Regions from separate parts of the Zea mays genome. Here region 2 is linked to region 1. Evidence: chromatin contacts called from public Hi-C data. All regions are on one chromosome and are shown on one strand. Each heading gives the region's core, a stretch centred on a gene start, on an enhancer-like site or on the middle of the called end of the contact. The rest is flanking DNA. Distances are from core to core; before and after follow the strand shown.

Region 1 (3,120 bases), core at 150-2,649:
AAACCATATAATTGATCAGTGCTACTGTTCCCAGACCTGGAGTTGGGGATGGTCCTCACGTGTAAGAAACTCAATGAATCGCGACACCACTCCTGTGCTGATCACCTCTTCGATTGGGGGACTACGAGAGAAATTTATGGAAACTCAATCAGCAAGTTACTACTTAACTTTCACATAAAGTTGTAGTGGGAATTAAGAAAGAAGTACCATGCACTCATCTGGATTCACCAACAAATACAAGAATCCCACAAGATATCAAAGCTGCTATCTACGATGTACAAGAATATGAAAAGAGGTACGCAGACTCTCCATGACCTTTTTAAGACAATAAAACAATGTATAACACACACTAATGCGCAAACACACACATAGTCTGCATATACCATTTTAAGACAATAAAACAATGTATAACACACACATGCATGCGCAAACACACACATGGATGCAATGATAATTGCCCCAGCTGCAAGCAGAACACTACTGGAAAAAATAGAATAGTGGTTCATGAAATCAAATGCTTTCAGGAGTATAACTTTTTTCAGAACTTTTGGGCATACATGGTCATATGCATGTTGCAGAGGCCATAGGATAGGGTTTGTTTTTTTTCTGACGAGACAGTAAATTAAGTAATCTGAAAATGAGAGGGTGCAACGACTAATTTTGATAGCTCACAATCCACAAGTCAAGTCCTGTATACAACAATTGCCCGAAACAGCTACAACTGACCATACCCTCACGTTTGGGTATGGCCTAATACCTCGAGCATGGCCCAAATCTCAACCCCTAAACTCTATCCATCTGGAATGCTAACTGCACATAAGATCCCAATCTCAACTATAGAAAGCAGCTTCCTGAACTGTGTGGTGGCCTCAAGCTGCCCGGAGGGGTCGTTGGAGTGGACGGCCTGCACCATCGCCGGCAAGCCATCCCGTCACCAAGAAAATCAGATCTGAACCCAGCAGATCGAGTGCCACCACGTCACCCATACCCTAACACAGAGAGCGGATCAGATCGGGGCCAGGAAGAACAAGGGAGGGGGCACCGCACCTTCTGCTGGAGCGCGGTGGAGTGGCCCATCGGCGGCACACCGGCGGCGGAGGCGGGAAACCCATCGCAGCGCTTCTTCTGGAGACTTTCCTCGCGCTTGGCCTTGCGCATGTCCATCATCTGGCCCTCGCGGCGGCGGCGGCTCTCCTCCGCGTCCACCGTCTGCTTGTAGTTGCCCTTCCGCATCTGCTCCCGCTCGCTCGGCCGGAGCGACATCGCGGCGAAACCCTAGGAGGACCCGGCGGCGGCGTGCAGTGTGTGGGGACTGGGAGGAGGGGGGTCGGGTGCAGTCAAGTCGCTCGCGCAGCCACGCACGCACGACAAGACCGACCCCATTCGATTTCGAATTAGGGAACGGATTCGATTTCGAATTGGCGAACGGAAAGGAGATGAGACAATTAGATTTTTGCCACTCACAATGTTGTTTTCTTGTTATAATTACCACTGTGTTTATAAATTGTGGGTCCAGCTGGGTCTATGAAATGTGGCCTGATGATAATTTTACAAATCTGTTTCTTGTTGATGGAAAATATCAGAATCTCTCGAAAGGAGATACGAGTGAGTTGGAGGTGAAAGTTTATAAAGGCAGCATCCCTACCTGGGGCACAGAGGACGCGGAGAAAAAATGGCAACAAGGGCTGCTGCGTGTGCGAACATCGGTAGAGAACTGTCAAAAAAACGAGGTTATCAAACTAGCTCTTAGGATTTAGATTCTCCTTTTCTTGATCCTCCAATCTTAATATGATTGGTGTAATCTTTGGATTGTTCCTGTAATCTTGAGCACGAGCTTTTCGTTTGGCTGGTCAAAAGCTGAAATCTAACTTTCTAGAGGAGGCCGTAGGAAGTTAGCGGCTCATTTGACCACACCCGCGGATCAGCAATTAAAAGTTAACTTTCTAGAGGAGGCCGCAGGAAGTTAGCTGCCCATGCTAACTTCCTACGGCCGCCTCTAGGAAGTTAGTGGCTCGCTTGACCGAACACACGGGTCAGCATGTGAAAACTAACTTCCTACAGCTTTTATAAAATACCGTAGGAAGTTATGTTTATTTCCTAGAGCTACCAGTTGCCTCTCGGAAGTTATTTATTTCCTACGGTTTTGTCGGCGTTTCGAGACCGGGGGGTCCCCGAGCCGACGAGTGAGTGTGCTGCGTGCCCCAGCCCAGATGGGTCGAGCGCGTGGGTGAGCGCGAAGGGGGGAGAGGCGAGGTGGCCGGAGACGGGCGTGAGAGAGGTGGAGATCCCGCGGCCTTCGTGTTCGTCCCGCGCCCAGGTCGGGTGCGCTTGCAGTAGGGGGGTTACAAGCGTCCACGCGGGTGAGGGAAGCGAGCGGCCCCAAGAGAGCGCCTGTCTCGTCCTCGTCCCCGCGCGGCCAACCTCCTCTAAGAAGGCCCTGGTCCTTCCTTTTATAGTCGTAAGGAGAGGATCCAGGTGTACAATGGGGGGTGTAGCAGAGTGCTACGTGTCTAGCGGAGAGAGAGCTAGCGCCCTAGGTACATGCCAATGTGGCAGCCGGAGAGGTCTTGGCACCTTGCTGGCGTGATGTCGTGGCTGTCGGAGGAGCGACGGAGCCTGGCGGAGGGACAGCTGTTGGAGCGGTCGAGTCCTTGCTGACGTCGCCCTGCTTCCGTAAGAGAGCTGAGAGCCGCCGTCGTCATAGAGCTTGTGGGGCGCCATCATTGTCCATCTGGCGGAGCTGGCCAGATGGGACGCCGGTCTTGATCTCCGTGACCCGAGTCGGCTCGGGGTAGGATGATGATGGCGCTCCTTGTTGACGTGGCGGGCCTGCGCCCCAGGTCGGGCGACGTGGGGGCTCCTCCGAAGCCGAGGTTGAGTCTGTCTTCTGTTGCCGAGGCCGAGTCCGAGCCATCGGGTCGGGCGAGGCGGAGTTTCGTCGTCTTCTGGGGCTGAGCCCGAGTCCGAGCCCTGGGGTCGGGCGGAGCGGAGTTCGCCGTCTTCCGGGTCTTAGCCCGAGTCCGAGCCCTGGGGTCGGGCGGAGCGGAGTTCGCCGTCTTCCGGGTCTTAGCCCGAGTCCGAGCCCTGGGGTCGGGCGGAGCGGAGTTCGCCGTCTTCCGG
Region 2 (3,237 bases), core at 701-3,200, 110 kb before region 1:
TAGCATATTACTAATCCTCATTCAACGACAATAAGTAGGTATCTAGAGCCTGTGACTTCTTGAGCAATATTTCATGATGAAATAAAGTTCATTATCATCCTTGAAATTTGGCCTCCATTTGATTTGAACACTGAAGGGCAGGCCTGGTGTATTGGCGAGAGTTGTCTCATTGAATCACTGGGTCCTAGGTTCGAAGCAGTCTCTTTGTATTTTTGGGTGAAAGCTTGTCTCGGTTTATCCTTTCTCCAGATCCAACTCATGTAGGAGCCTCCGGCATTAGGTCTGTCCTTTTTTTTATTTGATTTGAACTAAAAAAATTCCACTTTGCAACCTCAAAAATCTATTTTTTAAGGATATGAAGGAGAACCACATGTATTTGCATTAAGAAAAAACTCAGTTCGGTCTAGACCACTACGACATGAGTGCTTACAAATGCCTCAACTCGGGTAACACACAACTATCGCCTAAACTCGGTTACACGGTGAGTTAGCCAGCAAGGTAGCAATCACTCATTTCGGTGCCATGCGGGCACTTAGTCAGAAACAACTGCCTTTTATGTGCCTGTGTGTCTGTGAGGTGGACGGTTCTAGACATTTCGGTTCAAGATAGCAAATCGGACAATTTGTATACAGTTGAAAAAACTAACTGGTGCCAGAGATCAGGTTGAACAGTGGTGGTACTTGTTCTAAATTTATTAGCATGTTTGATGGCACCGCACAACATTCACCTCTTCTCTGGAACACTATCAGTAGACAAATATAAAACTATGGACTTGCTGAATTGTTGGTAGTTTGTTCTGTATGATTGAGACTTGTATGCTTTTACCATATATGTTCTTCTAAAAACCTTTTTAAGTTAGGTCACCAAAATCTATTGTCGTGTCGCTTCTTATGTCATTTTGAATGTCATGGGACTCCTGTTGATCTGATCTGCGGCATGACAATTACGTTGTATCTTGGTTAACACCGACAAATATACTATTTAAATAGATGTTTTTTTGTGGGGTGGGCGGTGGAGGCACCCAAAGTGTGCCTCATCTTATATTTATCAAATAAATTGTTCTTTTAATCATCACAGATGGTGTCTAGGAAGCTCCATCATGTGATAAAAAATGCCATTGCCTGTTGTTCCTGAACCTGCATGTTTTTAGAGAATCTGTTCTGCCAGTGTAGAGTGCGTTAGTGTACAAATGGTGACTTGGCACGTATGTGCTTCCACGATCATCCCCTTGTGTCATCCACCCTTTAAAGGCTTGTTCGGTTATTTTCAATCCATATGGATTGGAGGGGATTGATACGGATTAAGAGGGATTTTGATTTACTAGGGATTGAAACCCTCTCAATCCCCCTCAATCCATATGGATTGGGGTAGAACCGAACAAGCCCTAAAGAGATGGAATGGAAAAAAACATGGTGAGCTGATTGCTGATATTGAACTGGTGCATCATGTGCGCATTTATACCTGCCTGCTGTTTCAACACTAAACGTGAAATGTCTACCTTCAATTTCGCAGGCTCTTGAGAGAAGAGGAAGAAGAAAGAAGGGTCTTTTCTTCAAGTAGTTTCAGCTATATTACACTTGTTTCTACGCTGCTTCTAATGTATGTATGTAGCATTTTGGTTGATCGGCGTGGTGCACAAGTGTTCTGTTTCTGTAAAATACTAGACGATTGTGTTGTAAAACTAACCAAAATGCCAAGTACACATGTTAATATTTTCTGCCCCACTCAGAAGAGCTAGAGTTTTGCCATAACGAGTGCAGCTCCGCGTTTGGCTTCCAGGCACAGCTAGATATAGTTCAATAATGTAATCGGGTGAAAAAGAATTGGGCGGCCCCAGAAGATGCTCTTTGAGATTTTATCTTTGCCAGGAGTCGTCCGCCCTACACCTGGTGGGCGGTGTCTGCCTGCCTGGCTTGTGACTTCAAAATTGGCAGCGTGGAGATGATGAGGTCACGGTTCACGCCCGAGAAATAACTAGCATGGCCATGGCCATCGATCCGCTAGGTCTGCGAGTAGGTTTCATACGTGACACTGATACGCCAGAAACAGAATGGACCGGCCTTACATATGTACAAATCACATAGGTATCCACACTGTTCAGAAATCTTATCTTTTGGTGCATGATCTGCTGTTTTGTCGCAGTGTGTGTCACGATCCCTTACCATACACGTTCGGTCCAGTTCACATAGGAGCACACTACAGTGACCGTTGAGCACAACGTGAAATCATCAAATTTGATGAATAGTAAGGTTCGAACAAGTTGAAGAGACAAACCGTCTCGATCTTACAAGATAATACTCCCTCCGTCTCAAAATATAATCCGTTTTAGACTAATCACATATTCATTAAGTAACATATGAATGCAATTTTTATGTATGTCTATATTTATCATCATTTGAATAAATTTGGACGGAAAAAAGTATTCTAGAAAGAACTATATTTCAGAACGGAGTGAGTATAATTATAAGATAATATTGAGTCAAATCAAATAACGGGGCGTTTGGATCCCTTCATTTTAGAGGAATTGGAATTCACTCAATAAAGTAACTTATTTAGTTTGGAATTTGACATTCCACCACTTTCTAAATTTCAGATATAAGCCTATCTTAAATTCATGGGGTGGAGGGTGAGAAATGATTTTATGCATTACTAGAATTGGTTTCTAATCTATAATTTACATGACACTCTTCGTCTCACTTCCCTATAGTAAAAATGTAGCACATAAATATCTCCGACATCTTGCTAATAATAGTATACAAATATATTTTGCATAAAACTGAATTAGCTTAATTGATATATGTCTAAATTACTATTATTAGAATGGAATTCAATTCTAATGATCCAAACGGGCTGTAAGTTTAAATTTAATTAGACTTATAAAAAAAGCAACGATGCTTATATCTACTACTCTCCCTCCATCCTAAAATATAGTTCATTCTAGCCATCTTTTATCTATCCACATTTGAGTGAATAATAATGAATATAGATATGCATATAAACTACATTCATGATTAATTAATTAATATATGTTTAGCCTAAAACGAATTATATTTTGGATGGATGGAGCACTAAATAGGTGTTGTTGTAAGTATTCGTTACGGAAAAGTATCTTTATATAGTGTTGTTACTTGATCCAACTTAGGGTCCATTTAGATGTAGATATTGGAGATGTTAGAATTGAATTGCATCCAATACCAAATCTGTCTAATATTGAAAATGAGTTGTAATACAAATCTA

The links. A called contact is a pair of places that touch in the nucleus more often than the background predicts.
Region 2: a Hi-C map of ear shows a contact between it and region 1, with 2.4 times the contacts expected there. The contact joins the enhancer-like site here to the promoter of LOC100191665 in region 1. A contact is called at or near these places in 5 of 25 Hi-C or Micro-C datasets (ear, leaf and tassel).

The regions. Positions count from the first base shown.
Region 1 is chr3:29,817,308-29,820,427 of Zm-B73-REFERENCE-NAM-5.0, reverse strand. It overlaps LOC100191665 (Importin subunit alpha-2), which reads right to left and starts at 1,399. Exons shown (of 3, transcript NM_001367115.1): 1 at 1,048-1,399; 2 at 37-121. The coding sequence starts at 1,112.
Region 2 is chr3:29,924,399-29,927,635 of Zm-B73-REFERENCE-NAM-5.0, reverse strand. LOC100304403 reads left to right here. Exons shown (of 21, transcript NM_001165839.1): 21 at 1,513-1,747. The coding sequence ends at 1,560. Among protein-coding and RNA genes, the nearest start is that of LOC100304403, 35 kb to the left of the region's middle. Within about 2 kb of position 1,950, at least 11 of the 20 cell types and tissues checked have an H3K27ac peak or open chromatin away from gene starts, as enhancers often do. A contact at or near this core is called in ear and leaf, where this site is marked.